Regions from separate parts of the Zea mays genome. Here region 1 is linked to region 2. The links are chromatin contacts, called in public Hi-C maps. All regions are on one chromosome and are shown on one strand. Each heading gives the region's core, a stretch centred on a gene start, on an enhancer-like site or on the middle of the called end of the contact. The rest is flanking DNA. Distances are from core to core; before and after follow the strand shown.

Region 1 (5,415 bases), core at 2,758-5,257, 220 kb before region 2:
CTATGGATGTAACTATGGACAATGTTGGCCAAGTTAACTGTTTATTTGATGTGCCTTAGGCCCTGTTTGGAAGCACCCAGTTTTTAAGAAACTGGTTTATAGAAATTGAGGTGGTTCCAAACATACCAGTTTATGCCTCAGTTTATAGAAATTAGATTCTCAGTTTCTTAAAAACCAAGAAGGTGGCCTCTCCTAGCTAAAAGATAAAACTGGGTTGCTTCTAAACAGGGCCTTAGTTAACAAAAGAACAACATTAGGAGTTAGGACTTCATTAATTAAAATTGCCACAAATCATTAAATCAGCACATTGATAATGATGTATAGTTTAGCCTTTGCAACAGTGCTGCAGTGCAACATAATCTTATGCTATGGATGTAGTAGTTCACGTGTAAAACCTCCTCTCAGTGAGTGGAAACTGCAGTTGTTTTCATGAAGCGATTGCTTAAGAGCTCACAGCAATGTTTGAGATAGTGCAATAGCTAGGTAGTGAGTGACATGTGATGTTCTTTGAGTTTACATTTGAGCTTATGATCAGTTGGGATAACACTTTCTGGTATCAATGTTTTGTTGGTTGGCAACATAATTCATGGCTTTTTTGGGGGGTCTTTGATATGCAGGTACAGACTAAGCTTTGCATGCAACGATAAACTGCAGCTGGGCGCACTGATCTCAACTTTCACGGACACTCGCACGGCTATGGTTGCTGCTGCCAGCTAATTCCAGTAATGTGAAGGATCTTTCTGCTGCTCCCTCTGGAATCTGAAGATGAAGCGCAGCTACATTATGGGGTCAACGTCTTGCCTGTAGTTAGCAAGCTGAAAGGTTTGGTGAGGGTTGTCTTAGATCTGTATGTCTGCTGGACGTGATGTGGTAACTGCCTGGAACTTGGGAGTACTCGTATGACTGAACGCTGCCAGGCGTTCTCATGTTATGCGTGTAAGATTCTATCCAGTAGTATAAACCCTAGTGCCGTTCTTTGACGAAGTTACATATTTTTGCAAATGCCACGGAGATTTATGGTGTTAGACTATGGATGCGTGTTTTTTTTTTCACGCACTTACGAAAACACTAGATCATCAACAAATCCCCTTTGGTCACTGAGTCCTCTCATCTGTACATCATAGTACCATTCAGTATCATATATACTGCATGCAAAAACTGAAGGTATATAACAATCAGGCTACCCATCGAGTCAACGATCAAATGCGTGGTTAGGATCAGTAAACTGGAAAAGTTGATCCTGTACCTTTATTTTACAGGTGAAGGGAATCGTTGCTCGTAACCCTCGAAGAAAACGCCGGGCTATTAGCTACTATCTCTTAACAATGTACTACATGCATGAGCATTCGGAAATCTGTCAGGGATCAGTAGACGGCAGTCTGCTCCTGACTTTGTGCTCAGGCTTATGCGTGCTCTCGAAATCGATATGAACAAACGCCCGCTCGACTTGAGGCAACTTCTCGATTCTCTCCTGCAGCGATTCACCGATGGCGTGCGCCTCTCTCAGCCGCATATCTTCCGCTAGTTCGATGTCAACCTGCGTTGTGGCCAAGAGTAGATTATTATGATACACTAGTAGCAGAGCAGAAGGAGATGAGGAGTGGTGGCAGGGACATGAAGTTTGCTAGTGTTCTTCTAACCTAATGCTACAAGTTGCTAACTGACCTCTACAAAGTAGAGAGCTCCAAAGCTGTAAGCTCTAACAGTGTCAACCCGCCTCACTCGTGTGTCGTGCTTCATGGCGAGGTACGTTAGCAACTGCAGCATATCTGGAGGAGCACATTGGCCCACTAGGGTAGCTGAAGCAAAGAATTAGTCACAAGCTGATCAGGCACTTAGAGCAGAACTACATAATTCGAAGTGTTTTGGAGGATGTGAAGTGTTTTGGACGTACCTGCATTTTCTAATACAGTTTTGGACCAGTTGACGATGGTATATACAGCAAGTATGACAGCCCCCGCGGGGTCAATCCACCACAGGAATTTGTCCCCAAGAACAGCAGCCACCAGACCGACGACATTGGTTATCACATCGAAGTAGTGGTCCTGAATGGCACGTGTACAGTACAGGTGAGTTTAAATCACAGTTTTGATGAGTGCCGCGCTTTTGTAGCATGGACAATACCTTCGCATAAGCCCGAACAATACTGTTCCCTGAACTCTTGCAGTAGAGCCAGAGAGCCAGTTTCACGGCGGTTGCCGAAAGCATGATGGAGTACAACCATATCAGCTGCTCCGATGTCATCTTCTCGCCAGGTTTGTTCTCCACCAGCTGTTCGACGGCCTGGACCAAGACCTGGAAACCTAAAACGTAGGCGAAGGAACTCATGTTATTCATTTCTATAGACAATTCCACATTGCATCTCATCTGTACAGACACTTTCCGCTTTGCATCTGTCTGACAGACAGCAAAGGTTACGCGTTTCTTGACAGAGGGCACACCTAGAGTTGCCATGATGGCGGCGAAGACGATGATCCCGACGGGCTGGACGCGCAGCTTCCCAATTGGGTACTTGTAGATGTTGACCCTCTTCATGGAAAGGTGCGTGAACCAGAGGATACCCCCGGCCATGAAATCCAGCAACGAGTCGAGCGTGGACGCCGCAATCGCCATGGACCCCGTCCTGATCGTCGCATACACCTGCGATCGTCGCAGCCGGAACGGATCAGCACAGCGTCTCGCGCCATGTAGCCTGTCCTACTCCTACTCCTACCCATGTGTCGTCCCACTCTACAAGACTCGAGACTGCGACTGCACAACCAGAGCTACGCTTTGAACGCACCTTGAAGACCAGCAGCACAATATTGGCGTAGTTGGAGATCTTCATGGCGAACTCGCTCTGCTTCTGCTCCGCGTCCTCCGAGTCGGAGGCCTCGACATCCGAATCGAATTCGCCGGGCATGCAGCGCGCCTCCACCTGCTCGAAGGTCTTCAGGGTCGCGAGCTGCTTCTCGTAGTACTGTCTCACACCTGCACGCGGCCGGGAGAGGCGAAGGGGTAGGAGAGGGGGTGACCGGACGAGGGATCGGAGATTCAGACCTCGCAAGTCTGTTACCTCTGGACATGCCTTTGGCGCGGGAGAGGTCGACGTCGGCGAGGTGCTCCGGGTCGAGCCCGGCGCGCACCTTGTCGGGCAGCCGCGACAGGAAGCTGCTGCGCAGCGACCGCGCCGAGTCACGGCGCCGCAGAGACGGGGGACGGCCGCCGCCGGCCGCCAGCAGCGGGGCCCTCCGATCGTCTCCCTCCATAGTATCGGGCAATTCGCCGGGCGTCGACTTGAGTCCGGCTGTCTGTTTCGTCGCCCTCTCGGGTGTGTATGTGTATCTCTATCTACGGGGAACAGTTTTGGTTTTCGCTTACGGGACCTGCTTGGGCAATTTTGATCTTTTGGAGGACCTTTATGTGAGGTCGTGGTGTTTGGAATTCTAGTTTATGCTATTTTAGTGGTAACCTACAATGTTCTAGAAACAAGTCACTTTAGTAATAAGTCAAGGATATTTTATAGTTAGGAGGTGTTTGGTTTTAGGGACTAATATTTAGTCCTTTCAATTTTATTTTATTTTAGTCCCTAAATTGCTAAATATGAAAACTAAAATAGAGTTTTAATTTCTGTACTTGATAATTTAGTTACTAAAATGATATTAAATAGAGGGACTAAAAATTAGTCCCTCGAAACCAAACACCCCTTAGAATATAGTACGAGGCAGGCATCAAGAAGCTAGTTGACGGATACCGCAGGGTCAAAGCCCTCAAACATTCAGAGTCTGTTCGTGTGTCTAGGAGAATCCAAGTGGGAGGCTTGAAAGTTGGGCCGATCTCTTTTTATAAGCTAAATAGAGGTCGGTTAGCTATAGCTTTCTAAAAAAAACACCAGATTATGATAAAACTGAACGTTCTATAGGTCAAAATAATGTTTTACACGGCTAGTTGAAGATGCTATCGTCCTTAGTCGTTGACATTTCTATTGCCGTTTCTATGAAAGCAGCCGCAGTATATTGAATTCGGAATTAGCCCAATCCGTGCTGCTGCCGTCTGTCTTTCCCTATCCTCCTCCCAAGAAAGCCTCGCCGCAATAGTTTGGCATCCATGGGATTCTTCCATTGCATCTCCACCGTCAACTCCACGCATCCCTTAACGAGCACTGAAGCCCGGCAAGCCCCGGATCGCCGATGACCACTTCCGGCGCGCCCAAGCGCCCAAGCTTCAAGCGCTCCTCGCCCGGGAAGAAGTCGCGGCTCAGAACCCGTCGCGTCGCCGCCGGTGGCCGAGAGGGCGAGGCCGAGGCCGAGGCGGCGGGGACCTCGGCGCTGGCGAGGGCATTGCTTCCCGCATCGGTGGGGCTAGACGCGGTGCCGCCTGTTGGGCGCGCATTGCCGCGAGACTTCTTCGAGGTGGATGCCCTCGACCTGGCCCCCCGCCTCCTCGGCAAGCTCCTTCGGCGCGATGAGGTTGTCCTCCGCATCACCGAGGTTTGTCTTCTTCACAAGTCTCGCGTCTTTTCTTACGGCCAAGATTCTACTCTGCTGATATAGCTCCAAGGTACCCTTGCTATGTAGTAGCACCTATCTTTATCTGGCAAAATTTTTTGCTCTTATATGTGATGTGCAGGGTGGCAATGAGGTCTAAATTTTACACCGTAAAACTTAAGAATCAGATCGTACTTGGATTAGACTTTATTTATATTCATTTTTGAACTATAATTAATTAATGGCTCAAACTAAGAATCAGATCGTATTTGGATTAGACTTTATTTATATTCATTTTTTGAACTATAATTAATTAATTGCTCAAATGAATCGTGAAGAAAAATTTGGATAGTGATCTATTATCACCGCTAGTTTGTCAACCCTATTTTCTCAAGCATTTCTATTTTCCTAAAATAAATTAGTTTATTTTAATTTGAGAAAATAAAAATCCCTTAGAAAATAGAGTTGTCAAACTATACCTTATATATGCTAAACTAATGGATACACACTGTTACAACGTTCTGAATTTTCATGAAATCTCAGGTGGAGGCTTATAGGCCAAATGACTCCGCATGCCATGGCCGGTTCGGCATCACAGCGAGGACAGCTCCAGTGGTAGGATCCTGCGTTATGCTTTCTGAGCTTGCCAAATTCGAGGCTTTGAGATTTGAGCGTGAGCTAAAACCTGTGGCCCTTTGTGTGTAGTTTGGACCGGGAGGCCATGCATATGTGTATCTGTGCTATGGACTTCACATGATGCTCAATGTGGTTGCCGATATAGAGGGGGTTGGTGCTGCCGTTTTGATCCGGTCATGTTCTCCAGTTAGCGGTATGTATTGCTAAATAGCACTTCATCACCTTCGCACTGATTGGATAAAGAGCGAATATCTTATCTGTGGATTTTCCTAGGATCATAAGATATAGCATAGCTACTGTGTGGCATTCATCA
Region 2 (5,999 bases), core at 3,227-5,726:
TGCAATTCATGTTTTGAAATTTTGATTCTGACACTGGACTTTTCGGGGGATTTGTAGCGAGACGATTTATCAGGCATGCAGTTGAGTGGAAACAAGGTCCGGAAGCTGGAGTTCTTGATGGCAGATGCCGTAGCACAAGGCGCAGACTGCGTTATTACTGTTGGGGGTATACAGAGTAACCACTGCCGTGCCACAGCCGTGGCTGCTAAGTATCTCAATCTTGATTGCTACCTGATACTACGTACCTCCAAGGTCTCAATTCTGTGTTTTTTGGTGATGTGAAATCTGTAGAATGCTTTGGCGTAATTTGGTTTCAGTTGACCATGTTCAGCTTCTTGTGGATAAGGACCCTGGTTTGGTTGGCAATCTTCTTGTCGAGAGACTAGTTGGGGCACACGTTGATCTTGTGTCAAAAGAAGAATATGGAAAAATTGGTAGTGTGGTATGCTCTTCCTCATGTTTTTATTATGTTATCGATGTGAACATTTTTTGTGTTTCTGCATGGCCATCATTAACCAATGCCTTTGTTCCACTGTGGTGTTACTTGTCATTCATGCATGATTAGGCACTTCTCTAGAGAACCAATCAAGTAGCTTCTACTTAAGTAAATAAAAACGGTGCTTTGTGCCACTGTGCGCTGATACTTGCCCTAGTTTTTTTTGGACTAGGGAATTTTGAACCATATTATATGGACTTATTTGGTGTAGGCTTTAGCTGACCTGCTGAAAAAAAGGCTTCTGGAAGAAGGGAGGAAGCCGTATGTGATTCCTGTTGGTGGATCAAACTCATTGGGAACTTGGTATTATTCTATACTCAGTGCTAACTGCCAAGGGCAACTAATGGTTTCATATTTCATTTTGGTGTTTATAAATAATCTGAAGTTACCTCAGGGGTTAGTATCCGTGAATGGTGTCTGTTGTCATTTCGCTGTAAATATTTGTTGGCCTTTAAGCTACAACTGGATATGTACAACGGCGAAGCTAGAGCACAATTGACGAGGGTGCATTTGGCCTTGTGGGCGCATAATATTTTTTCTAGGGATGCATATATGGTGAAAATTTAAGTAAATCTATAGAATTGTTTTTTTTGGGGGGGGGGGGGGTATTTGCACCCCCTAAAAATATCCTAGCCCTGCCCCTGGATATGTATAGATTAGATGTTGAATCATGTGATAACGTATAAGACATTTCAATATTGGTGTGGTGCAGTATACTGGCTAGCTAGTGGAATGTAAGAATTTCCCATGTGTGTAAATATTACATAATTTATTATGGGCCTTGAGTCAGAGTTAATAAAATAATAAGAATTCAAGATTACGTGCTGTAAAGCGTTGGACTTCAAATAGTCTGGCACATGCTGTGTCAGTTTTTTTAAACAAATTAATTCAGTTTAGAAAGTGCAGCCTGATCTTTATAAATCTTACTGTTCAGGGGATATATTGAGGCAATAAGGGAGATTGAGCAGCAAATTCAGCAATCTTCTGATGTTCAGTTTGATGATATTGTTGTTGCATGTGGCAGGTATACTTCTTATGGGTAATTTTGTGTGTACAGTTCTTGTTGTGTCATGCCTAGATTCTGAAAGTTGCAAGACATTGCTTTATAGTCGGACAATATTTAACTTCATGCAGTGGTGGAACCATTGCTGGCCTTGCTTTAGGATCCAGATTGAGCAGCTTAAATACAAAAGTATGATCTACCCTTGTCTGTTATATTATCTGACACTGAACTTTCCGAGTAATATCCTCTTGCTGGATAGGTTCATGCATTCTCTGTTTGTGATGACCCTGAATACTTCTATGACTATGTCCAAGGCCTGATTGATGGACTTAATTCTGGTTTCGATTCACATGATATAGTTAGCATGGAAAATGTAAGTGCAGTTCAGAATTTTCATTATTTATAGTAAATCATTTTGGTGTGCTAACTCCAAAAGGTTCATCTGCAGTGGCTTGTCTCAACTTGTTTTTACATATATTAACTACATTTCATAATAAATTTTTTTGATCAGTACATTAGCATTTGGCATTCTCTTCAACTTCTCCTTGACAGGCTAAGGGGTTAGGCTATGCCATGAACACAGCTGAGGAGCTTAAGTTTGTCAAAGACATAGCTGCATCAACAGGCATTGTCCTTGATCCAGTCTACAGGTGCAACCTATGTCTGAATCAATGAAATAGATTTGGCACGCGGATCTATGTTTTGGTCTTTGCTAGTCATAAACTGAATAAAAATGCATGCTTCATTTTAATGCAGTGGGAAGGCGGTTTATGGTTTGCTAAAAGACATGGCTGGCAATCCAGCCAAATGGAAAGGTCGAAAAGTTCTGTTTATCCACACAGGTGGTCTTCTTGGGTTGTATGATAAGGCTGACCAGTTGTCATCTTTGGCTGGGAGCTGGCGCAGAATGGATCTTGAAGATTCTGTTCCACGCAAAGATGGCACTGGTAAGATGTTCTGATCAGTACGGTCCATGTGATTCCATGATGGCTCATTCTTGCAAACATTGTATCCATTACAGAGTTATTACTCTTAAATTTGTGCAAGAAAATGCAGAATAGATGGTTCACATTGTATAGAACACTGATGCAATTTAAGAATAAAGCACATCTTTCTGCCATTTGGAAATAAATATTTTTTATGTGGAGGTTTGTGTGTCATTTCTGCCAAATAGCTTTATTCTATAAAAACCTGCATGTCAGTAGGTCTTTAGGGCCCTCAACAAAGCAGCTACCAAGTGCCAACCTGTAGGGTCCACTTATTTCCTGACTTCCAGTTAAGAACCAAAATAACTTGTACAAAAAAAGCCTCTACATTTGTTGTCATTCATTCTTCAGAAACCTATGAATTAATCATTGATCTTTAGTAGGGGAAGCCTTGTCATGCGCATAGATAAAAACAGACTCACCAGTGACACAGTCATATATATAGTATGTAGAAATTTTCTTACATAATTTCACAAAGAAAAGCATAAATATATGTAGATAAGATTTAATAGATGAAATTCACAGATATCACAACTGGACAACAGATGTCAAGTAATAACACCGAAGCTAATTACCAGAGCTAAGTGCTAACACACCATCCTCACAAACGACATCAACCCAGTTGTACTAAATGATCCTTGCACTACAAAAGCCCCACATTAAACAGAAAAGATCAGGCACTCAACCCAGTTGGTCCGCGCACCACTGTAACCGGGCATGTTGCATTGTTGACTACATAGTTGCTGACACTCCCAAGGAGAGCCCTGTATTGAGATCCATTGAAATGTAAAATATTAGGGAGCTATGTTAGCCAAAGACTAAGCACTCGTAGTTTGACCGACGAGAGGTTAGAAATGTTCACCTTTTCAGTGGCCCTAAGCCCCTGCAACCAAGCACAAAGGAGTCCACCTTGAGATCATCTACCGCCTCACAGAGTTTCTCCCTTGCATCGCCCCAGTAAACCTTTGCTAGTACTTCCACCTGATCAAGCCGACATAGAAGCAACATTTTTACTAAATAGTATATTTGATACAATATTATTTTATTTTTTGCCTTCAAAATTAAATAATTCTGTAGATAGTTGGATCCATGAAAGGCAGGTTGCAGGTAACCTTCAAAAGTGCCTTCTACATTGTTGCTGTTGCCTTAGCCAGCCTTACCCAAATATAAAAATCAGGAGAACTATTGGGTGTATGTTTTCATATGTCCGCTGGTCAGTTACCCTTACTAATTCTTCAGGTTGTTTAATACAGTAGTTGGGAAGTGTTCGGTCCATTTTTTTGTTCCTGGCTGGCCAGCTACCCTAAACTTGATCAAATTTGAGGTTATGGTTTCATGATGTTTGACCTGACTTCCGACAACACAGATTATATGAGGATTTGAGTGGATTTTTTCCCTTCTTGTTGGACACCTTGCTATCGTGCCGCCTTTTTTCAATACAAAAAATACTTTGCATTGTATCAGTTGCAAACTATGTGTTCTGTTGTTATGCAACAATACAGTTTTCATCCTCTAGCTTAACCATCTAGCAGAGCAGAACCCTTGAAGTATTACCTGCTTGGACTTGGATACAGCTCGCAGGATCTCCAGTGTCTCCTTATCAGGGTTGAGCCCGTACCTCGCCTGCAGGTTCATCTCCATGAACTCCGAGAGAGGAATCAAAGCTGCAGATTACAGGAGAAAAAAAAGGAGGAACAGAATCAACGGCGCTGTCATCCGACAATCTTTGCGATGGAGACGAGAGAAGAAGTGGAAAGACGACGACAGATGGTTGTACTTACGTGAGCCGGTGGTCTTCCAGAGCTCCTTGTGGCTGGAGTCCACGCCCTTGGGGAGGACGTGGACGAGGACGAGACGGTCCCCGGCCTTGATCAGGTTGTCGACCGCCCACCTCGCGGCGGCCTTGCTGGAGGGCGAGTAGTCCATGCCCATGCCAATGGTGCGCTTCTCGGCAGCCATGCCTGGCGGACCTGCTGCAGGTTTCTTGCGGGGTTCTCCGGTGTACGAAGGCTGTGAAAAGGAAGGTGGTGCAGGAAGGCCGAGGCGCAGAGGCAGCTATATATATAGGGGTGTTCCTGGGAAGAGTTCGGGTTCTGTTCTGAGGTTGTTGAAAAGATCGTCGGAGTCGGAGTCGGAGTCAGAGTCGAGCCAAATATCCCGCCCAATTGGCATCCAACTCGTAGGAGCCTAGGTTGGCTTTATTCGCCTGATGAGGCGAAAGGTAATCGAGTCGGTTTGGTTTCTGACGATTGGGAGCGCATTGCCAGCTGCACATGCTAATCATGGCGCTGGTAAACATCCCCGAGCCTCTCTCTCGACCTGTCTAGAAAGCCCAAGAAGCGGTGGCTGGGTCCAAGACTCCCAAATTTGTAAAGCGTCTCGGCTGTTTTCTGTCTCCAAGTCTACTTGTTGAAGGCAGCAGTCGTTCGTGAGGTATCTATCAGTGCCCAGCCAGGTCTCTTTCCTGTGGGCAATCACATTGAATTCAACTGGAAGAGAGGTATCCAAAAAACCAAACTAGAGACTCTCGCTTTCTTAACAGAATATGGCTTGCCTCATTGTTCATCAGTTCGTCATGTTGATCTCGACGTGGCTTCGTGATCAGTAGTAGCTGCTGAGGTTAGCCAAGGCTAAAACCACGGGCCGGCCGGTGGGATGGGTTTGCAAGCTGGTGCTGGGATGGAACCGTATACCCTGACCTTTTCCCCACCTCTCGATCCTTGGCTAGCACCTGCAGGCAAAGGCTTGCGTGTTCAGTGATCATCTCGAAGATGTCGTGCATTGCATATCTATGCTTTGGTCAACTTTGTCTCGGCAAGTATGTGAGCATAAATAAATACTACCGCAAAACATGCCTGGAAAAGGCGCGTTCAGTGCGTACGTATGGATGACAGCGTATACCCGTTGATCCGAGGATACGTTAGTCTGTCTCTTACAGCTACCGTATCGTATCATATCCTATGCCTTATCCTTTATTTTAAACTTCACTCTACATATAAATCTGCTATTTTACACGATCTGTTGTAACTGCAAATAAGGACCGGTTGTCCCCAACAGCCTAATACTAGTCGATAGCGCCAGCAGAGAGAAAACAAAAATAGAAGAAACACAAATAAAAAATCTCCTGTAGTTCTTGTCTAGTCACACACCAATGGTACTGACCGGTTCATATGCAACAGACCAACAGTACCACATTTTCTTGGCAGGCGCTGTCTCGTACTAGACGCGGCAACAAATGAAGAAAGACCGCCTATCAAGGCCACATGGCCCTGGGACTGGGATACAGATGGGCTAGTCCACGAACCACTTGCATCTCTACCTGGACCAAACCATCGAATGGGCCTCCACATTAAGGCAGGCAGTTTCAGATAACTGGACTGTGTAGGATGAAATCTCGTTGGCTCTCGTTCGGTCCAATGGCCGTGGGAATCAGACGACACAGACATGTCAGTCAACCCCTGAGACCCAATTCGGTTTTCAAAATACAGAGATAACTAAAAAAACTGTATAATAC

The links. Hi-C and Micro-C count contacts between places; a contact is called where the count stands out from the background.
Region 1: a contact with region 2 is called in a Hi-C map of leaf, with 4 times the contacts expected there. The contact joins the promoter of LOC100285435 here to the promoter of LOC100193673 in region 2. A contact is called at or near these places in 2 of 25 Hi-C or Micro-C datasets (ear and leaf).

What each region holds. Positions count from the first base shown.
Region 1 is chr5:219,822,128-219,827,542 of Zm-B73-REFERENCE-NAM-5.0, reverse strand. It overlaps LOC100285435 (DNA-3-methyladenine glycosylase), which reads left to right and starts at 4,007. Exons shown (of 6, transcript NM_001158328.2): 1 at 4,007-4,469; 2 at 5,010-5,081; 3 at 5,172-5,295. The coding sequence starts at 4,170. LOC100273180 reads right to left here and starts at 3,322. Exons shown (of 7, transcript NM_001352076.1): 1 at 3,056-3,322; 2 at 2,783-2,970; 3 at 2,442-2,640; 4 at 2,125-2,303; 5 at 1,895-2,045; 6 at 1,666-1,799; 7 at 1,194-1,537. The coding sequence starts at 3,248. The coding sequence ends at 1,358. It overlaps LOC100216703 (replication factor C subunit 3), which reads left to right. Exons shown (of 9, transcript NM_001143108.1): 9 at 618-987. The coding sequence ends at 717.
Region 2 is chr5:219,598,724-219,604,722 of Zm-B73-REFERENCE-NAM-5.0, reverse strand. LOC100193673 (Adenine nucleotide alpha hydrolase-like superfamily protein) reads right to left here and starts at 4,476. Exons shown (of 4, transcript NM_001138766.1): 1 at 4,267-4,476; 2 at 4,040-4,149; 3 at 3,348-3,466; 4 at 2,934-3,249. The coding sequence starts at 4,444. The coding sequence ends at 3,159. It overlaps LOC100191348, which reads left to right. Exons shown (of 10, transcript NM_001136782.1): 3 at 58-252; 4 at 332-442; 5 at 708-799; 6 at 1,431-1,520; 7 at 1,631-1,688; 8 at 1,759-1,872; 9 at 2,052-2,149; 10 at 2,256-2,658. The coding sequence ends at 2,460.